Linked DNA regions of Mus musculus: region 1 is linked to region 2. A link is a contact called in public HiChIP or PLAC-seq data. All regions are on one chromosome and are shown on one strand. The core of a region is the stretch at or near the end of the contact, and the rest is flanking DNA. Distances in the headings are between cores, read along the strand shown.

Region 1 (4,996 bases), core at 2,441-4,940, 690 kb after region 2:
AGCAGCAAAAGCATGCAGGGAGAGCGCTGTTCGTGGGATGGTTTACAGGAAGCAAAGCAACAGACAGCAAGTTGCCAGGAGCATGAGCTCCCACAGACTCCTCCCCAGGGGTTGACTTCACCGGATGTCCCACCCTCTAAAGTTTGCACAACCTCAACCGGCACTAAGCCCGCAGCACATGAACTCATGAAGCGCATTTCATATTCAAACTGTAACATTCTGCCCCTTGCTCCTCATCCATGGCCGTTTTACAAAATAAGTGTAGCCCCAAGAGCCCCTATAATGACCCAAAATTAACCTCTAAGCTCCACCGGCTCAGGGACCAGGTAACTTTCTGGAATACTGGGAGTTGTAGTTCTTGAAAAAAATAACAAAGCCTCGTTGGAAAGAACAGTGGCCTATAGGTTTGTCCTTATAAACCCCTGTAACACATGGTTCGGGGCTATTCTCTACTGGGAAATTCCAGGGAGTAGTCCTGAGCAAAGTCCATCTGTTGGTCAGGATTTAATATGTAATAAAGTTTGCTTCAAATTTGGCCCAAAGAGGCAGGCAGATTGCTGGTCTATAGAGTGAGTTCCAGAACAGTCGGGCTATACAGAAAAACCCTGTCTTGAAAAACAAAAATCAAACAAAACAAAAACAAACAAACAAACAAGAGAAGAAATTTGGCCCCAAATGGTAGAATTGGTTTTCTTCGAGAAAATCTCAGGATTAACATCTCATAGTCTTAACATTTCCAACAGTATTCAAGACCAATCCCTCCCATTTATTTATATTAGCTAGAACTTTCTATTTAAGAAAAAATATTTCTTTTGTTTTTGTGTATGTGTGTGAGTGTATATGCTTGTGTGTGTGCAGGTACCCACAGAGGCCACAAGAGGGAGTCAGACCCCAGAGCTGGTGTTACCTGCATTTATGATCATTCTGGTGCTGTGGTCCAACCAAAGGTCCTCATGTCAGAGCAGTAAGCACTCTTGATGGCTGAGTCATCTCTCTAGCCCACAACATTGTTAACAAACAAACAAAATGTCCCAACAAGTTCTAAATCTCTAAGACTGAAGGCAGCTCTCAGCTGTGAACCCCAGTAAAAAATTTAAAAAGCAAGTTAACCTACAACCAATATACAGTGATAGACATTTCTATTCTAAAGGGCAAGGTAAAGGAGGATTGCTAATCCCACCAGTCAAGAATAAGACCACTACTGTAATTATGAGCCAAATTTGAAGCAAGCTTTAATTAAATATTAGCCAGGACTCTGGCCAGGTCATTCCTGGGTTCCCAGAAAATGGTGACCCCATAAAGTCACAGTATTTTTCAAGTCCAATCAGGGGAAGGCATACATCCTGGCATCTTTCCTGCCTATGTATCTCCAGCCTACATGTGATCAAGTATATCCAGTGCAGTTGGGTCAAACAAATTTGGGGGCGGGGGATGGAAACACATGGCGTGTTATATTCCATAAACATTAGCCTCCAGCATTTCAGGAGATATCTGTCCTTGGGTAGGGGAGTGGGGCTTACAAGTTAGAGGCATTTTTGTTCCATGGATCTCTTAAGCACAGTAGTTAAAAATTAGAACATAACTTTGGCTCTCACAGGATCACCACAGCAGACAATGAGTGGGAGAGGTAGGCCTCTCTGGGAATACGATGCCTTAGTAAACTCCAGTGGGTCTGGAAGCTCACTGCTACCATCTTGCTATTTACGAACCCTGCAGCCTCACTCTTGGACCAGCTCTACCTACTGACTGCTGTTTCCCTTGCGGGCCAGATGTTCTGTATTCCTGGGGTCTCTGTCATAGCTTAGGCTCCATCATATAGCTCCATATACACTCTTTCAGGGAGAAGGGACCTGCTCGCAGGGATTCTGGCCCCGCCACTCCCAAGTCTTCCTTTGAAACTTGGGTACAACCCCCCATTCTCCCTTCACCCTTGCTTTCTGCAAAACCAGTGTGATGAGAACAATGTCAAGGTCACCACCAGTATAGTAGCAGCCAGACCTCTGTAGACCACAAGTGCAGCAGCCTCCTAGTGCCTGTGTCTCTGAGCACAGTGAAATGAATCATGGGCAAACAACTTTCCAGGCAGCTGTGTGTGAGCAAGGTGCCTCCTGGGTGCACTCTTCTCAAGGAAAAGCCTGGGATGGGTGGGGTCCAGCTAATTCCTGAGACGCCCTTAAGACATCTTTGCTATTGTCCTGATTCAAAGTACTTGACTTCTTTTTAAAGATGCTAATCTCTTTAACAACCACACCCTACTTGTATAAAACTTTGAATGCTCTCATTTTCTGGCCAAACTCTACAGTTTTTAAACCTGCCCTTCTTTCCAACTCTCATTGCGCTCTCTTTGCTCTCTCTCTCTCTCTCTCTCTCTCTCTCTCTCTCTCTCTCTCTCTCTCTCTCTCTCTCTCTCTCTTCAGTGTAAAGCTGGCTAAACACAGTATGCAATGTCCATGCCACAGCCACACACCACACTGCCTTAAAAAGTCCTTCCTCTGAGCTAGTGTTTAAAATTCAACCTCACTCAAAATGTCACGTTTCAGTGAGGAATAATTCCTCCACATTATGTGAAGGGCCACTTGTCCAATCCCAGGGACTCCTGTTCCCATCTGAAACCTCATGAGTCTCAGCTCTCTCCATTCCTGTCAGCATCTGATCTTCTGAGCTTTCGCAAGATCGTTGCAGTACTCTGGGCTTCCTCTAATCAGCAGCTCTAACCTCTTTTAGATTGATTTAGCAAATTGGTTGCAAAGGCTGATACACAACATGGCCAGGTTTGGTTACAGCATCTGCATTACTTCTCAGCATCAGTTCTTTACACTGGTTATTTTGGGTAGCTTTGACCAAATTGTCCGAGAGCACAGCTTGCAGGGGATGGGAACAATATGTTTTGGCTCATGGTTTCAGGGGGCTCTATTCTATGCATGACTGCTTAGTCTGTGTACTTGGACAGAACATTATGGTAGTAAAAACAAGTGATGGGGAGGCAGTTTGCATCATGGTGGACAGAAAACACAGTGAGAGACAAGAAAGGGCCATGAATCAGATCTCCCAAGGACCCAACTCCTGTGATCTACTTCCTCTAGGTAGATCCCATCTTCCAAAATTTTAGAACCTCTTGAAATAGCACTACCAAGACAAGAGCCCAAGTTCAAAACCAGGACACTATAGACATATGTAGTTGATATAGCCAGGAGGCTTAACAGAAGTCGTGAGTCTCACCAGGGTGCTGCAGGGATGGAGCCTCCTGAGGTAGGTATTCATCACTTGTCTAGAGCACTTTCTCTCTGTGCCCTCTTATGGTTGTCTTCTGAACGCACCCAGGTCCTGTTCTTATAAAGACTAATTTCTCTGGCCTGACACAAAGACCTAACTTTTACCTAACTTCATCAATGGTTCTTTCCAAACATAGTGACAGTGTAGGGAACTGAAGACCAGAACCTCAGCGTGTGAATTGAGGGGTTGGGGGGAAGAACAGTTCTGATCATAGCAACCATGAGAAGTTCCAATGACCTCTCCAGCAGCAGTATGGGATACAGACAGCATGGAACCCTGGGCCACCAGACACATCCTTTCACTGCAGTCTTCAGGTGAGAGGAAAACAACCCCTCACAGCATTAAGCTATTGAGCTGTGAGAGGCTTACTAAGTAAGACTACAAATCCTAGCTCGTCTGACTAATACACCAGAGATGACATCATCACCCACCGTGAGACAAGCACCCAGGCAGACATTACTAATCCACCTTGGCACTGTGCTTGAGGTAGCCAATACCAATGGATGTGTAGAGTATAAGATGGTTAGGACCCCTCTAGCTCACTGTCACCCAGGAACTTAAGCCATCTGAATCTCCCCATCAAATGACACAGACATTATTATCCCCCTTGGGTGTATCTGATATATCCTCCCTTTCTTGCCTTGTGGGTGCTGTGGTGTGGAGTGACCCCCTCCATTTCCTCAGCTGCCTTGTTCCCCCCTCCCCCACTCCACCTCCATGGTTCTGGGAGGTTAAGCTCCCTCTTAGTAGTTTAGTAGAACTGGGTAGAAACTTGTTCCTGGGTAGATGCTGGAGGGGGCACACTGCCCCATGTGAACTCATTTTTTCTCAGGGTGTGCTCAGCCTCAGACCCAGGAAAGACGATTTTACTTTTTGGCTGGGGCTAGAGTCCTGTGTTGGCGGTCAGATCCCTCTCCCCAAGTCTGTCCTAGGGAAGGACCCGCCTGGGACACAGGCTTTAAGCAGACAAACAGAGTGAGCATGACTTTTTACAATGGGGCTTTGATCTGCCTAATGTCACAAGACAGGCTGGGGACAGATGCCAGGCTCTGGTGATTCCTGGTTCCCACAGGAGGGCCCTGTGCAGGTATTCACACGGGGAGTATCTTGGCAGGCCTGGGCCTGGGTCTGTGCCCATCATAATTAGGTTTTGGAAAAAAAATGGTGGGTGAGGTATGTTTGGCTAGGGCTCTGCCTTCCTCCAGCCCCAAGGAAGTGACAGGAGGGAAATGAGGAATGGAGGAAGCTGTCCCCATGGGTGCAGGCTTGGTTGAGGGCTGGGCAGGGGGGGGGGGTCCTCCTGCTGTCAAGTAGTGTGCAAAAGGAATTCTTGTGGTCATGGATGGCAATGGGACACCAAGGTTGGGCTTGCATCCCCGACAATACATACTCTGTCCTTCCCAGTGGAGATCTTTGCCAAGGCACTCAGAGAATGGGCTGCCCCAGAGCCCAGGTGTATCCAAACCACTGACTCTAGAAGCAAGTGAAGAGGCTGGGGCCATAGGGATGTCCACAGAATGTTGGTTTCTCCAGTGCCCATGAATCCTCCAGGGGCCCTTCCTCAGGCTGTCAGGTCACATTATCCTCACCTGTGCTCAGGAACAATGGTCACACCTGGGACTCACTCCCATCCCCAGGCGATGGTCCAGGCGGACACACAGCCCACAGCTCCTGCCTGCAGCTCAGATTTCCCTGGTGGGCTCCCCTGGGACGGTGCAGCCTG
Region 2 (4,548 bases), core at 1,692-4,191:
AGTTGTCATTTAAAGGGCTTACAGATGTAGGAAAGGGCTCTACAGTTGAGTTGCAGGCCTAATCCAGAGATCTGGCTGTAGTGAGAGTCCTGGAACTTTGGTTTCTTTAAAAAACACAAAAATATTACAAAAATGTTTTTGTTTTAATCCCAGGTATGGGGATATGGGGCTGTCTGTAGTAGCTGACTATGATTTGCCTCGTGCTTTAGCAGAGGCATGGTTTTGCCAGCTGCAGATAGTCTCTGTGATTGCGTGATGTGTGGAATTCTGGGAATTTTTCAGAGGGTATAAAACTGAAAGACTGCCAACAGGTAGTATTGGCCATTCAGGGGGGTGGGTGCAGTTTGCTAGTGATCATGCTCAAAGAAGAAACAAGAGGAAATAAGTTCTTAGATCTCTCTCCCTCGTTCATCCTTTGTCTCCTATCTAGTGACTGAGGTGAAAGGGGAGGGGAGGTGTTAGGGGGCGGGGATGGCGTGGGGTGGGATAGGGGTATAATAAAGGGTGGAAAAAAAGAACCCATAAAGTATCAAAGAGCAGCTACATCTAGTATTTGAAACCAGACAAGGTACAGATAGATAGCAGGCTGCTGGGTGAGCAAGCCTCCGGAAGTGTTCAGAGACCACAGCCCAGGGGAATCCCCAGCCCGGTGGAACCACAGCCCACTGGGCCTTCGAGCTCACATAGCTTCCCTGAGAGCATCCTCTGCCCTGCCTAGCACAGTCATTCCTGTTCCCTAGTAAGCCCTGAGCATGTAGGAGAAGCCCGTGGTCCTCACAATGCCACCCTGCTCAGCAACCTGACACAGACTAATTGCAAATTGCATTTTCCGTGCAAGCACCTCAGTCTCACTGCTTTAAAAGCATCCTGTTTACTCTTTCTTTCCTCTTTCTGAGACAGGGTCTCACTCTATAGTTGAAGCTGGTCCAAGCCTCAGTACGTAACCCAGGCTGATCTTGAACTTGTGGCAATCCTCCTGCCTCAGTCTCCCAAACGCTGAGATGATGTCATATCCCACCATACCTGGACCCTTGTAAATGTGAGACACAGAAGATATCAATAAAACAAGTGGTGCCTCCAGAGGCCTTTGCAAAAGGTGCTGATGGCTTTCATAATGGACCCAAGAACTGATCCTGTGTCTTCAGTGGCCAATGGTCACCACCTCCTGATGTGCTTTGAAATTTCTATCCTATATACAAATGCACTCTCTAGATGATTCTCACTCCTCACAAACCCAGTAGACACCTGAAAGGACATGTTTCTGAGCCACTGGTCAAAGCTGTGGGTGAGAGAAGTAGGCTCAGGGCATACACGTAGGCTGCTCTCAGAACCTGGTCTCCAGCACCTCTCACCAATACCCCACAGGTAAGGCCTTCCCCTCAGTCATGCCTGGGGCACCACGGGGCACCAACACTGTACCCCACATAGCCACAGTGCTTTCAGACTGCCAGGACTCACCGGCCTCAATGGGGACAGTCTTCTGATAGGCAGATGGCACCTGGACCACTTCTTCAAAGGTGGATGCATTCTATGGAGACAGAGAGGAATCAGGGAGTACTATCCCCGCTCCTTCACAGCCAGGGCAGCTGTAACCTAGAGAATATGGGCCTTCCCCAGCTTTCAAAACACCCCCACAACAGAGAGCTCTTGCCCCATCCTGCACTCCACAGTCACTGGGTCTCGGCTCCCCTTCCACAGACATACTGATGATCCTGCAGGTGCATGCTCCTGAACTTAGACCATGAGTCATTGTGAGGCTCTGTGGGTCACAGGGTCACCTTACCAGGCCCCTCCTTGCTCTTCTGTAGGCTCTCTCAGCTTCCCACACCTCAACCATGCTTACAGGCTCCAGAATTACTCTGGTAGGGACAGAGGAAGTCAGTGGCCGACCTAAGCATGGGCTGACAGGTCTCTTGACACCAACAACAGCCCTAGCCATGTGGCTTCTAAAAAGAACCTCAGGGTTCAGGACATTCACTAGTCCCAACACATACCACACGAAGGGAGACTGAAGGTGGTCCAGGGGCCTCTCCCCAGTGAAAGTAGTGTCCTTCAACTACGTTGATTCCAATGGGCTACTCTCAGTGTGACCTGCCCCACCAGCCCCTGTCCATCTCCCTTCCACAGGGAAGCTGAGACCATGGGAGATGAACCCTGCCTGATCTCCCATAAGCCACTCTCAGCTGAGGGCCCTCAGAGCTGGGCCCACCTTAGCTGCTCTCACCACCCCTTTTCTTCTTCCCAGACACCCCGCCCCTAAACCTGACCCTAGCCTGCTCTTTCAGAACAACCCTCACCTAGCTGTTTAGGAGGCTCCTGTCTGATCTGCAATTGCCTGGAGGAGCCCTGATCCATCTCCACACCCTCTGCTCCCTTCTCTCACTCCTGCCTTCCAGATCACAACACCCCCTTTTTTCTAAAGTGTGCTGGGGTAACACCTAGGGCCTTCCCAACCCTAAGCCAGCCTCACCTCTGAGGCTCGCTCAGCCCCAGTCCAGCTTCTTGATCGCAATTCCACTTTCCTGAGTCTCCCCCCGTCCTCAGCCCTTGATCCATCCTGCCAAGTCAGCCCTCACTCTGGCCCTTTCTCCACAGAACCTGGCTCTGGAGCCCAAGGGTGGCCACTCTTGTCCGTGGACAACTTGCAGCTGCCCAAGGCACCACAGAGGAACACTTTTCCTGTCCAGGAGAGGACAGGCTGGTATCGAGGTTACCACCTTATCCTAGTCACTATCGGGATGAACACTGCTCTCAGAACAGCCTCGTGGCATAGCTGGGCCTTGATCCTGCCCACAGTTCCCTGGGCATCTCCATAGGACAATAGACAGGGAGAGAATGGCCATGCCTGGCTGGCAGGAGGTGGGGAGACGAGACAATGCTAACCACATCATTTCCTGACTACGAGTGCACAAGGTCAGTGGTCGCCATCTTTACCATCACTGTTAACCACAGACACCACAACTTCCTCAATGCCAGCCTCTGACTAACACACTTAGTTCCTTATGTCTTCTGCAACAGGGCTCTCAGCCACCACACACCTGGTCTCCTGCCACCTTACCCAGCCTCCTTGCTCAGTCTATTCCAACTGGCAGAGGTAAAACCCTGAGGGGTGCCCCTCAGCATGCTGCATGGCCCTCCCCTGCCACTGAGGCAGCCTTGCAGCATCCTGGCTGCCTAAGGCCTTATCACTCTCATCTTCTCTACCCAAGTCCCCCAACTCTGCAAGCCTCCACCACTGCCTGGAATCACACCAAGCCCGCCCTCTGCTCTGTCGAGTGCTGGGTTACAGGTGTGTGCAGCTGTGCCCGGACTCAGGCTCCTTCAGTAAAGGCTGAATGTTCCATAGGCTTCCCCCACAGCAGGAAATAGAATCGCCACCCTCACTCTTCCATATCTGCAATGACCTTGTTCCCAAAGCAGGCTCCTGTCCCATCCTCTGCTTTGTCACTGACCATCTGCCCTCAAACCTCAGCCCAGGGACCAGTGAGAGGGTTCACTGGGTAGAGGCACTTGCCTCCAAGCCCAGTGTCCCGAGTTCAAACCCTGGGACCCACATGGTAGAAACCAACTCACACAAGCTGTCCTTTGACTACCAAGTATACTTGGTGGCACATACACATATACATGCATACACACAATGAGTTTGTTTTTGTTTTGGAGACAGGGTTTCTCTGTAAAGGCCTGGCTATCCTGAAACTCTCTGTAGATCAGACTGGCCTTGAACTCAGGGATCTGCCTGCCTCTGCAACCTGAGTACTGGGATTCAAGGTGTGCACACCACCTGACTACATATCATCATTCTTAAACTCAGTTCATCTTGCTTCCTCAGGGCCAGTTAGCACAAGCCACCAGCTTTGCTCTAGGGGTCTCCTGTGAGATACCCTGGTGACCTGGGAGATGCCCAGGATGAAGCCAACCACAGTGAGCTGAGTCTAAAGGAAGAACAACTCAGGGGATGACCCAGGCACGCCATGTGTGACCACAGTCAAGGGCAGGAAGGAACATTGGCATCTGTGCAGTTGAGAGTATGCAGCTCACCTCAGGCAGAGGAAAGCAGCCCCTGCCAGACCACTGGAGAACCCACAGAGCTGTCTAGCAATAGCTTTCCCCACCACTGGCTGACATACTAGAAAAACAACTTTCACCAGCTCACAGCTGACCTTACAGGGTTCTGGAACTGATTAAAAGCAACAACAGGCTGATGAGGGGATCTGGAGAGAAGGAGCAATCTGTTACCACAGGAACACGCTTTCATGACTAAAAGACAAAGCTGGACAGGATGGCACTGGCCACCAATGCCAGACCCCGAAGGCCGAGGCAGAAGCACCTCAAGTCCCAGGCCTGCCTGGGTGGCACAGCAGGACCCTATCTGAAGGAAAAAGTGAAAAAGGGCAGGCTAAGGCCCAGGATGTCCCAGGTGCTGGCCCACTGCAACAAGACTAGTAAGTAGTCCAGTTCCCCCGTCTGTGGTAACAGACAGTGACTAAATGTGGCCACTAAGCAATTCTGAGAACTGGTTTTTGCCTGGCTTTCTGCTAATAATTAAAA

The links. HiChIP or PLAC-seq counts read pairs in DNA pulled down with a chosen protein or histone mark.
Region 1: a contact with region 2 is called in a FOXA1 HiChIP or PLAC-seq map of pancreatic cancer cells. The contact joins two enhancer-like sites. A contact is called at or near these places in 1 of 115 datasets of contacts at active chromatin or transcription factors (pancreatic cancer cells) and 1 of 9 other capture datasets (adipose tissue).

Annotation. Positions count from the first base shown.
Region 1 is chr7:145,137,176-145,142,171 of GRCm38.p6, forward strand. No RefSeq gene overlaps it. Among named protein-coding and RNA genes, the nearest start is that of Gm45181, 27 kb to the right of the region's middle. Within about 2 kb of position 3,691, at least 29 of the 459 cell types and tissues checked have an H3K27ac peak or open chromatin away from gene starts, as enhancers often do. A contact at or near this core is called in pancreatic cancer cells, where this site is marked.
Region 2 is chr7:144,444,345-144,448,892 of GRCm38.p6, forward strand. Cttn (cortactin) reads right to left here. Exons shown (of 18, transcript NM_007803.5): 13 at 1,459-1,528. Among named protein-coding and RNA genes, the nearest start is that of Gm34561, 15 kb to the left of the region's middle. Within about 2 kb of position 2,942, at least 76 of the 459 cell types and tissues checked have an H3K27ac peak or open chromatin away from gene starts, as enhancers often do. A contact at or near this core is called in pancreatic cancer cells, where this site is marked.